Linked DNA regions of Zea mays: all the other regions are linked to region 2. Evidence: chromatin contacts called from public Hi-C data. All regions are on one chromosome and are shown on one strand. The core of a region is the stretch at or near the end of the contact, and the rest is flanking DNA. Distances in the headings are between cores, read along the strand shown.

What was found. A called contact is a pair of places that touch in the nucleus more often than the background predicts.
Region 1: a Hi-C map of leaf shows a contact between it and region 2, with 4 times the contacts expected there. The contact joins the promoter of LOC103632841 here to the promoter of LOC109940795 in region 2. A contact is called at or near these places in 3 of 25 Hi-C or Micro-C datasets (bundle sheath, leaf and seedling).
Region 3: a Hi-C map of ear shows a contact between it and region 2, with 3 times the contacts expected there. The contact joins the promoter of LOC103632842 here to the promoter of LOC109940795 in region 2. A contact is called at or near these places in 13 of 25 Hi-C or Micro-C datasets (bundle sheath, ear, endosperm and 6 more).

The regions. Positions count from the first base shown.
Region 1 is chr7:130,544,809-130,548,037 of Zm-B73-REFERENCE-NAM-5.0, reverse strand. LOC103632841 (mitochondrial phosphate carrier protein 3, mitochondrial) reads right to left here and starts at 1,829. Exons shown (of 6, transcript XM_020541346.3): 1 at 1,432-1,829; 2 at 939-1,300; 3 at 811-854; 4 at 491-705; 5 at 257-381; 6 at 1-165. The coding sequence starts at 1,662. The coding sequence ends at 90.
Region 2 is chr7:130,728,580-130,731,655 of Zm-B73-REFERENCE-NAM-5.0, reverse strand. It overlaps LOC109940795 (heat stress transcription factor B-4c), which reads left to right and starts at 1,310. Exons shown (of 2, transcript XM_020541061.3): 1 at 1,310-1,881; 2 at 1,987-3,076. The coding sequence starts at 1,630. The coding sequence ends at 2,952.
Region 3 is chr7:130,564,189-130,567,156 of Zm-B73-REFERENCE-NAM-5.0, reverse strand. It overlaps LOC103632842 (G-type lectin S-receptor-like serine/threonine-protein kinase At5g35370), which reads left to right and starts at 1,430. Exons shown (of 1, transcript XM_008654566.4): 1 at 1,430-2,968. The coding sequence starts at 1,636.

The DNA of each region.
Region 1 (3,229 bases), core at 580-3,079, 180 kb after region 2:
ATATTTTCTGGTGGGGGTGAGGGTCTGTTACAGTCACCAGTATACGCTATGGACGGAAGCATGCATACTCTCTGTCAAACTTTAGAACTTCAGGCAGAGGCTTTTAGCTCTCCGAGTCCTTCCATTGGGACAGTAGCAGGAGCAGGCGCTCCGCCAGTCGTTGGCCTGCAGAATTACCAGTTGTTTTAGCCCTCTTAACAAGACAGATTAGCCTAATAATCACGGTCGCACACAGGATCACATATATAATACTTACAGTCCAATCATAACTTTGAAGGAATCATAGATCACCCACTGAGCGCCAGTCAGGGTGCCGACCATCAGGATGCGAAGAGGGAGGCCACGAGTGAAGAGGCCCAACAGGCCAAGGTTCTTGACAGCCTGATGCATAGATAAATAAACAGAGTACGATGATTATACTGATTGCATATAGAGGCAAGTTGAGTCGGGATGATCATCTGTGTTCTGCAAAGTGCAGTGGCGGACTTACATCTCCAACTGTGGCTCCCTTGGCGTTGTTCAGGAACGACACCAAGTTGTCTGCAGGGTGCGAGACGGCGGCGCAGAAAACTCCGGCGACGTAGCCGCTCCCGAAGCTTACCCCGAGCTGGAGAGGCTTGCTGCACTGATCCTTCGGCGTGGGGATGAGGTGCTTGTAGGTCATCTCCACGATGTTCTCGTACGTCGCGAACTTCATCATGGTGTCTGCACAGCACAGAGGTCGGGGAACGGAAGTTCAGCTTGGAAACTAATGCATGTGCTGCAAATTATGAATGGCATTTGAGAGAGAGAAAAAAAATGCGTGCTTACAAGGAATCTGTCGCCCCCAAAGAGGAACCAGTCCTCTGAATAGCCTGCAGTTCAGAAACACCATCGTTCAGATACAGCATGCACAAAACAACAGATAGTTGAGCAGCTGATGCCCTATATACACGTACCCTGCGTAGCCCTCGGCCCTGACGATCTTGGGGAAGCCGTCGCTGAGTCCCCTGGCGAAGCCGGGCTGCGTCTGCACCCGGACCTTGACGGCCTCCATGGGGCAGAGCGCGACGTCGGCGAAAACCTCCGCGGTGGCCGAGCCCGCCAGGTAGATGAGGGTCTTGTACCTGGCGGCGTGCTCGGGGCCGGCCATGTCGGCGTACGTCTTCTTGAAGAACTCGTAGAGGCCGTACTTGAACGCACCCTGAGCGCTGTAGCCCACGAACGTCGGCGCCCACCCCCTGTAGAAGCCCCGGAGGCCCTGCTCCCTCATCACCACGCTGAACGCCGACGAGGTGTTCTTGTACTTGGCGGGGTCGATCTGCGACGACCGAGATATCATGTGGCGTTTGTTAGAACACTGGTGTGATCGAAACCGGGGTCCCGGAATTTGGCAGTAGTCGGACGGGCAAAGAAAGCGATGGTTCCCGTGAACTCAGGCACTGCACGCACCTGGATATTGCACTTGATGACGTCGAGCGGCGTGACGGCGGCGTGCGTGAACCCGCAGGCCGCGGCGCCTCCCAAGGCGCCCGCTGCGTAGTATGCGGGCGAGAACATCTCGATCTTGCCGAGCGGCTCGCTCGGGGCGCCCGCCACCACCGGAGGCGCCTCCCTGCTGCCGTTGACGCCGGACGACGCCGCGTAGAGGAAACTGGGGAGCAGCGGCTGGCGCGGCGCCATCGTCCCGGGCGGCACAGCACGCTGGTTTCAGGAGAGTCTAACACGCGAACGTGTGAGTGTGACTTCCCCGGTCAGTTGGAGAGGCTGCCTCCCCGTCCGTTTTATACGAGCAGTCGGGGGCAAGGCCGGCGAGGATGATGCGTGTGGCCTGTGGAGTTGAAGACCTACTTTCCTCGAAGGCAGCAGGAACGGGTCAGTGGTCACAGTCACATGTTCAATTTGTATAAACTCACCACGTGTACCTGCTCCGCTGTCACTTACATGTTCAATTTGTATAAGCTCTCTAGATCTTCTTTTCTTTGATTGGCACGGGATCAACGCTCTAGAATCTCGCGAAGCATAAAGCCGCCGTGTTTGATTGTGTGTCTGACTACTTCCTTCGAAGCTGCACTTGTGGATCTCTAGGTTCTGGCTAGCCGTCGCTCACATAAGAGCAAGTATAATAATCCGCTATAATGTTACTTTTAGTGCATAGAAAATAAAAGCAAATATAATAATCAGTTATAAGGTTGTCTTTAGTGCATAGAAAATAGAGGATTTACATGGTAGATGACATTGTTTGTATAGTAAAGTTTGAAATAAGAGATAGACAGATGATAAGATAGTGGAGCTGCTAGGGATGTTCTAAGCTGGCTAAATGCAGAGCTAAATGCAGAGGTGGATGAGAGAGAATAAAAAGGAGAGTAAAAGCGGGCTACAAACTTACACCCAGTTTTGCCACAGAACCAAGAAATTATGTGAGAGACAAGGCATGTATTAATATTGAGCATCTAACTACTATATGAACGGGCTGAAAGATTGGCTACAAAGATTCTTATTGTCAGCAGTTAACTACATTATTAAACTTACTCAATGAACTGAGCTCATTCCTTCCGTTAAATGTGTGTTTGTTGTCAAACTGTCCTAAGTGCTTGTTTGGGAGCAAGAATAACGGGCGACTTGAAAGGGCTAAATTCACCTTGTTATTCAAGAGATTTTGGCTCCTTCAAGTCCCTCCGTTGTTCTTGCTCCCAAACAAACTCTAAAGATTCTTTTAGCGTGAATAAAATAAAGACTCAAACTCTCTTGAAATTTGTCCACTGGTCATGTCAAAATTCTTGGCCTAGCTCAACTAGACAGGAGGGAATGACAACCTGACAACCAGGGAATACAAAACCGCCAAAAAGCCGGAGTTTCCCACTAGGTTTCTCGTTCACGGCCATATTTCTCGACCGATTTTCTAAAATTTTGTTCAAAATTTTAAAAAATAAAAAAACATAAAAATTGTTATAAAATCACTATTTTCTTAGTATTCTTATACATCTTATATTTAATTTTTATATTTTTAAAAATATCAATCATTATTTTTCAGTAAAAATAGTGAATTTCACCAAAAATATGGTTTCTCGACGGGTTTTCACCGAAATTCGTTTCTCAAATTTGAAAATATGTGCACCGAAAAGTTAATGAAAAATGGTTTCTTGGTGCTAATTGGTGGTTACCCGACCAAGAAATGCAAACCCGATGGTTTAAATTAAAATTTTCAAATCGCTCGGAATTTGGCGAAATTCGGCGGTTTCTCATCGGT
Region 2 (3,076 bases), core at 61-2,560:
GCACTGGGCACCGCTCGGGCCACATGGACCGGTGCTCTGATCCAAGGACGACGACTGCTGCGCGCTCCGATCGCTTCTCATATCCCTGCAAGTTGACGCCACGTACGACACAGCGTAACACAAAAAAAAAATTTAATTTCGGAGCGGCACGTCAGGGTACCATTGACCGGCCAATAGGAATGGCTCACGGCATGGCTTCCCTGTCTCTTTTTTACTGCCGCCGAAAAAGAATTCAGGTTTTGGAGATGCTTCCAAAACTGCAGCAGGGCTTGTCCTCCTGGGGGACCTTTCCAGAAATGCACGAGGAGGAGACGGGGCAGTGGGGGTGCGTGAAAACAAAAATGAAAACATAGATCCCGTTCCCGTCCGTGTACTACTCCTAGAAAAGCTAGCTTTGGAGGGGGTCAAATGGCTGGCATGGAAAATTGAAATAACCATCTAAATACGATTTTCATATTTGCTAGAACTTATAATATAAATATCACATATATTTAATATTTTTATCCATCAGGTTCTAGATTTGTTTTTATAGATTTATTTTGCCAATATCTGTGATATCCATATCTACAAAGAAAAAATATTGTATCATCGACACATTTAAAATTTCTCTCTCCATAATAAGAGACCAATTCTTTATTTTTATCATTACTAATAATGCATTAAAGCCATTTAATAGTACATCTACAAGTAACATTTAGTGTTAATTTAAAATAATGTATGATATATAAAGATTAAACTAGTTTTAATATTTTTGTTTTATTTTAAGCCTAATATGTTTGTCGTTGTAAACTAATTTTAACAATTTAGTTTAATTATTTTAATCGATATATTTGGTTGGTAAGTATTTATTGATAACTGTATTATTTTAAGCTATATTTGTCTATAGTTTATACACAAGCACTTTAATCTCTACTTGTGTAATAATTTTGTAATTCCAAAAATATTGATAAAGCAAACTAGCTATTTATTGTAATTTAATTTACTTCGATATTGAAGATTATTAGAAGTGTACTTTTAATTATTTCATTTTAGTTATTGAGGATTAGTAGTGAAATTTTATTTATATATGTTGAATTTATAATACACGTTCTAACCAGAATTGCGTAAATATGTAAATAGAGTTTAGAATTTACGACATATATTCATATTTATGTCTAAAAATATATATGCATGTATTTGTATTTAAATTAAAATATAATAAAAATGATATCCATACGAAATGGCGGGCGGGTTAAAAGGGGGCGCAAAAGATCCCGAAGAAACCGAGAAAGAAAACGAAGGAACGAATGGATGACTCGCCGCAGGGGAGAGACGACGCTGGCGGAAGTGTCACGGGTGTGCATCTCCAAACTTCCAATCCCTCTCTCGAAAACACCCAGACAGACACAGCGACACATATTCCCTCCACCGCCCACACGCTCCCCGAGGCAGGAGCACACCACACTTGCCTTCACTCCGCATTCGGCATTCACCACCCACCACCTCCAGTTAAAATAGCCGGTCGGTCACCCTCCTCCGCTCGGCTCGCCTCGCCTCGTATCGTCCACCTCAGAAGGAAGAAGTTAAAACCCCAAGAAACCTTGGTCGACGCTTCGACTCCTGTAGTGTAGGTAGGAAGGAGTGAGAGTGATGGAGAGGAGCGGGAGCTGGGACTGCGACGCGGCTGCGCAGGCGGCCGCGCAGAAGGCGGTGCCGGCGCCGTTCCTGATCAAGACGTACCAGCTGGTGGACGACCCGGCCACGGACCACATCGTCTCCTGGGGAGACGACCGGGCCTCCACCTTCGTGGTCTTCCGGCCGCCGGAGTTCGCACGCGACATCCTCCCCAACTACTTCAAGCACAACAACTTCTCCTCCTTCGTCCGGCAGCTAAACACCTACGTGAGTATGAGTTGCGTTGCTTGCACTTCCGCTCTGACTGAGTCGCGTGGACCACGTACGTACGGATGGTGACGGTCGGTAACGCTGCAACGCCACACAATGCAGGGATTCCGGAAGGTCGTCCCGGAGCGGTGGGAGTTCGCGAACGAGTTCTTCCGCAAGGGGGAGAAGCAGCTGCTCTGCGAGATCCACCGGCGCAAGACGTCGTCGGCGTGCACGGCGTCGCCGTCGCCTCCGCCCTTCTTCGCTTCGCCTCACTTCCCCGTCTTCCACCCGGGCGGCCCGCACCACCACCACCACAACCACCACCCGTTCGCGGGGGGAGACGACGGGGTTGTGGCGGCGGCGGCCGCCGCGCACGGCGTTGGCCTCGCGTTCCCGCACCCGCACCCGCATTGGAGGGAGGCGCACCCGCACGCCGCCGCGCCGGTGTCTACGCGGCTACTAGCCCTGGGCGCCCCTCAGGCGCCGGCGCCGCTGCCCGCCGCCGCGGCCGATGCCGGCGGCGGCGCGGGGCGCGCGGCCGTGCTGATGGAGGAGAACGAGCGGCTTCGGCGCAGCAACGCGGCGCTGCTGCAGGAGCTGGCGCACATGCGGAAGCTGTACAACGACATCATCTACTTCGTGCAGAACCACGTGCGGCCCGCGGCGCCCAGCCCGGCCGCGGCCGCGTTCCTGCAGGGCCTCGGCCTGCAGGCGGCGCGCAAGAAGCCCGCCGCCGCCCCCGTGTCGGCCGCGGGGCGCAACAACCACTCCGGCGGGAGCACCACGTCCAGCAGCTCGCTAACCATCGCGGACTCGCCCTCGCCCCCGCCGCAGCGGGCCGACAAGAGCGGCGGGGAGGCCGGGAGCAGCGGCACCGCGCCCACCATGCTTTTCGGCGTGCACCTGAGCGCCGCCCCCGCTCCTAGCTGCGCGGGCACGGGCAAAAAGAGGCCGGCTTCCCCGCAGGAAGAAGACCAGCCGCCCACCTGGCCTGCGAGGAAGCCGCGGCTGGCGCTGGATGGCGCCGACCTAAGCCTGAACGTCGCGGTGCCCTCCGCCGCCTCGCCCCCCGCTAGCACCAGCTAGTCTGCTTACTCACCTCCATCACCTGGCTGGCTGGCTGGCGCGCATGCATGCATGCAAACGGCGGGGGGCGGCCGTTTTGTTGTTCTAGGGTCTAGTTCGATCGACGTGTCCTGTTTCGACTGGG
Region 3 (2,968 bases), core at 181-2,680, 160 kb after region 2:
CCACTTGCATTAGGCTTCTCTTGGTCAAGCGAAAGTCTACGGCTTGTTACTCTTGGTGATCAACATCACCTAGACGGCTTGGTGGCGTTGGGAGCTCGGTGATCACCGTGGAGATCTTGTTGGTGACCCGACTCAAGTTTGTAAGCGGTCGTGAGGGATCCACTGCGCCGGAGTGGCAAAGGATCATCTCATAGTGAGCACTTGGTTCTTGCGAGGACTAAGGGGGAGCGATACCCTTGCGCGGGTGCTCCAACAAGGACTAGTGGAGAGTGCCGACTCTTCGATACCTCGGGAAAAATTGGAGGAGTCTTCTAAACCTTGCTTTACATTCTGCACTTAATTCAAACATTTTACTTTGTGTATTTGTTTAGCAAGTATTTGAAGTATTGTCTTAGCATTGTTGTATATCTAGTATTATTCTCTTAGAGCTAGTTGTTGGGGTGAAGTTGGGCTCTTGCTTAGCTTTTAATTAGTGTTGATTTTTAGAAAAGCTCAATTCACCCCCCCCCCTCTTGGGCATCGTCATCCTTTCAATTGTTATACCTGAAACAGGAAACAGGTTGACCTTCGTTCAAAAAAAGACCTCAACAGCATGCCTTCACTGTCATTTTATCCTGTATGCGCCCCTGGCGCCTGCACCCTGATTTTAGATTGAACAAACATGAATGATAGGAACCAGACTAATACCCCAATAATGAGCACGACAACGCCTAGTTCTGTAGTTGGACTCTAAACATGTGCATAAAACTGATGAGCAAACCAATTGAATCTAGTATGCTCATAGTTCATCTATCCTCTCCACCTCAACACAAATATGGTGTGACATCTTGTACAACCTGCTTGTATCTTCCTATTTTATACTTGATTGGTCTAAACTTTGTACCTCTACCTAGGGACGATAATAAACTCTAAATTTTACATTATATATAATATTTAAGAATTGAATCAGATTAATAATAGAGTCTTCTATTTATTTTTTAATTAAAATTATTTAAGAGTTATAACTTATTACGAAAAGACATTTGGATCGTGATGTATTACCACCCGTACCCTGCGGCCCTACCCTACCCCTGAATTATGAGCGCTTTACATCCAGGTCCAGCATGGACTATATTGGCGTATTGATTCTGCTGAGCTAGACATTAGCAAGGCCGTTGACTTCCACCGCGCTGACGTTTCTAACCAGCTTTGATGATGAGTAGAAGTCAATGCACAACAGTAGCGACCTTTGGCTACAGCAGTACAGCCACACAGCCAACTCCGTTTGACAAATTCCAGTCAGGTCGCACCTGTGCTCCAACCGAACAACCCAAGCTGGTCACCGTGTCGCCGAGCAGCTCGACCTTCTCCGTTGTTTAACCAATCCATCTCAATCGAGAAGAAAAGCCAACGCAAAAATCCAGCAATTGCCGCGCCGCTAGATTCCAAACCGCGGCAACCAAGCAGTCTGAACCCAAGGGCTCTTCGGCCGCTGGGCCAGATGCTGCCGGTTTTGTTCGCGCCAACCAGAGCTCGCGCAGCACATAGCTCATAGCCGAGGTCAACATTCCCCGATCGCCTACGCCACACGCCGTGCCGTGCACTCCTACGCTTCATGGGCGCATCCGCGCGTGCCCCCTCGCCGTCGCCACACAAATGTCTCCGCTCCCACGCGCTCTGCCGCGCTCGCTCGCGTTCCTAGGCTGGGTTCTGCTGATCCTCTTGCCCGCCCGCGCCGCGGACGCCGGGCCGCTGGCGACCGAGCTCCTGCGACCTCCCTTCACCGCCTCTAACATCCTGTACGTCGACACAGGCGGCGCGTTCCTAGAGTCCACGAGCGGCGCGTTCAGGGCCGCCGTGTTCAACCCCGGGAAGCAGCAGGACAGGTTCTACCTCGCCGTCCTGCACGTCCCGTCCGCCACGCTTGTCTGGTCGGGCAACCGCGACGCGCCGACGACGTCGTCGGGACCGGTGAATCTCACTTCGCAGGGGATCACGGTGTCGAAGCCCGACGGAACATTGCTGTGGTCGACGCCGTCGCAGCTGCGCTCGCCCGTCGTGGCGCTGCGGCTGCAGGACAGCGGGAACCTGCAGCTGCTGGGCGCCGGGAACGCGACCCTGTGGCAGTCGTTCGATACCGCCACGGACACGTTGCTCCCGGGCCAGCTGCTGCGCGCCGGCGCGTACCTGTCGGCGGCGACGAGCGCCACCGATCTCGCGGAGGGGAACTACCGGCTCGGCGTGACGGCCGCGGATTTGGTGTTGACGTGGCAGGCGTCCACGTACTGGCGGCTGTCGAACGATGCCCGCTCCTACAAGGATCGGAACGCCGCCGTGGCGTCCGTGTCGGTGAACGCGTCGGGCTTGTTCGCGGTTGCTGCCGATGGAGGCCTCGTGTTCCGCGTGAACATCGGGGCGGCGGCGTTCCCCGTGCTAAGTCTCGGATACGACGGCCGGCTGCGCATCACGAGCTATGCGCTGGTGAACTCCTCGGCGTCGCTTGGAAGCGACTTCGTGGCGCCGGCCAACGATTGCGACCTCCCGCTTCAGTGCCCTTCCCTCGGGCTCTGCTCCCCGGCGGCGGGCAACAGCTCGACCTGCACCTGCCCGCCACTCTTCGCCGCCTCAGTGACGACGCCCGGCGCGTGCACGCCGGGGGACGGTTCAGCGCTCGCGTCGCCGGCCTTGTGCCAGAGCAACAACAGCACCGTGTCCCCGTCTTACCTCGCCCTCAAGTCGCAGGTGGCCTACTTCGCCACCAAGTTTGATCCGCCGATCAAGGCGGGCGTCAACCACAACGCGTGCCGCGGCCTCTGCTCCACGAGCTGCGGCTGCCTCGCCTACTTCTACGACAACCTCTCCCAAAGTTGCTACCTGATCCAAGATAAGCAGCTCGGCTCGCTGTATTTTAGCTCTTCTGCTTCAGCCTTGGGATACATCAAGACGGTCCCTTCGGCGAACAATGCTACAAGAAACAATCCAAGCTCGT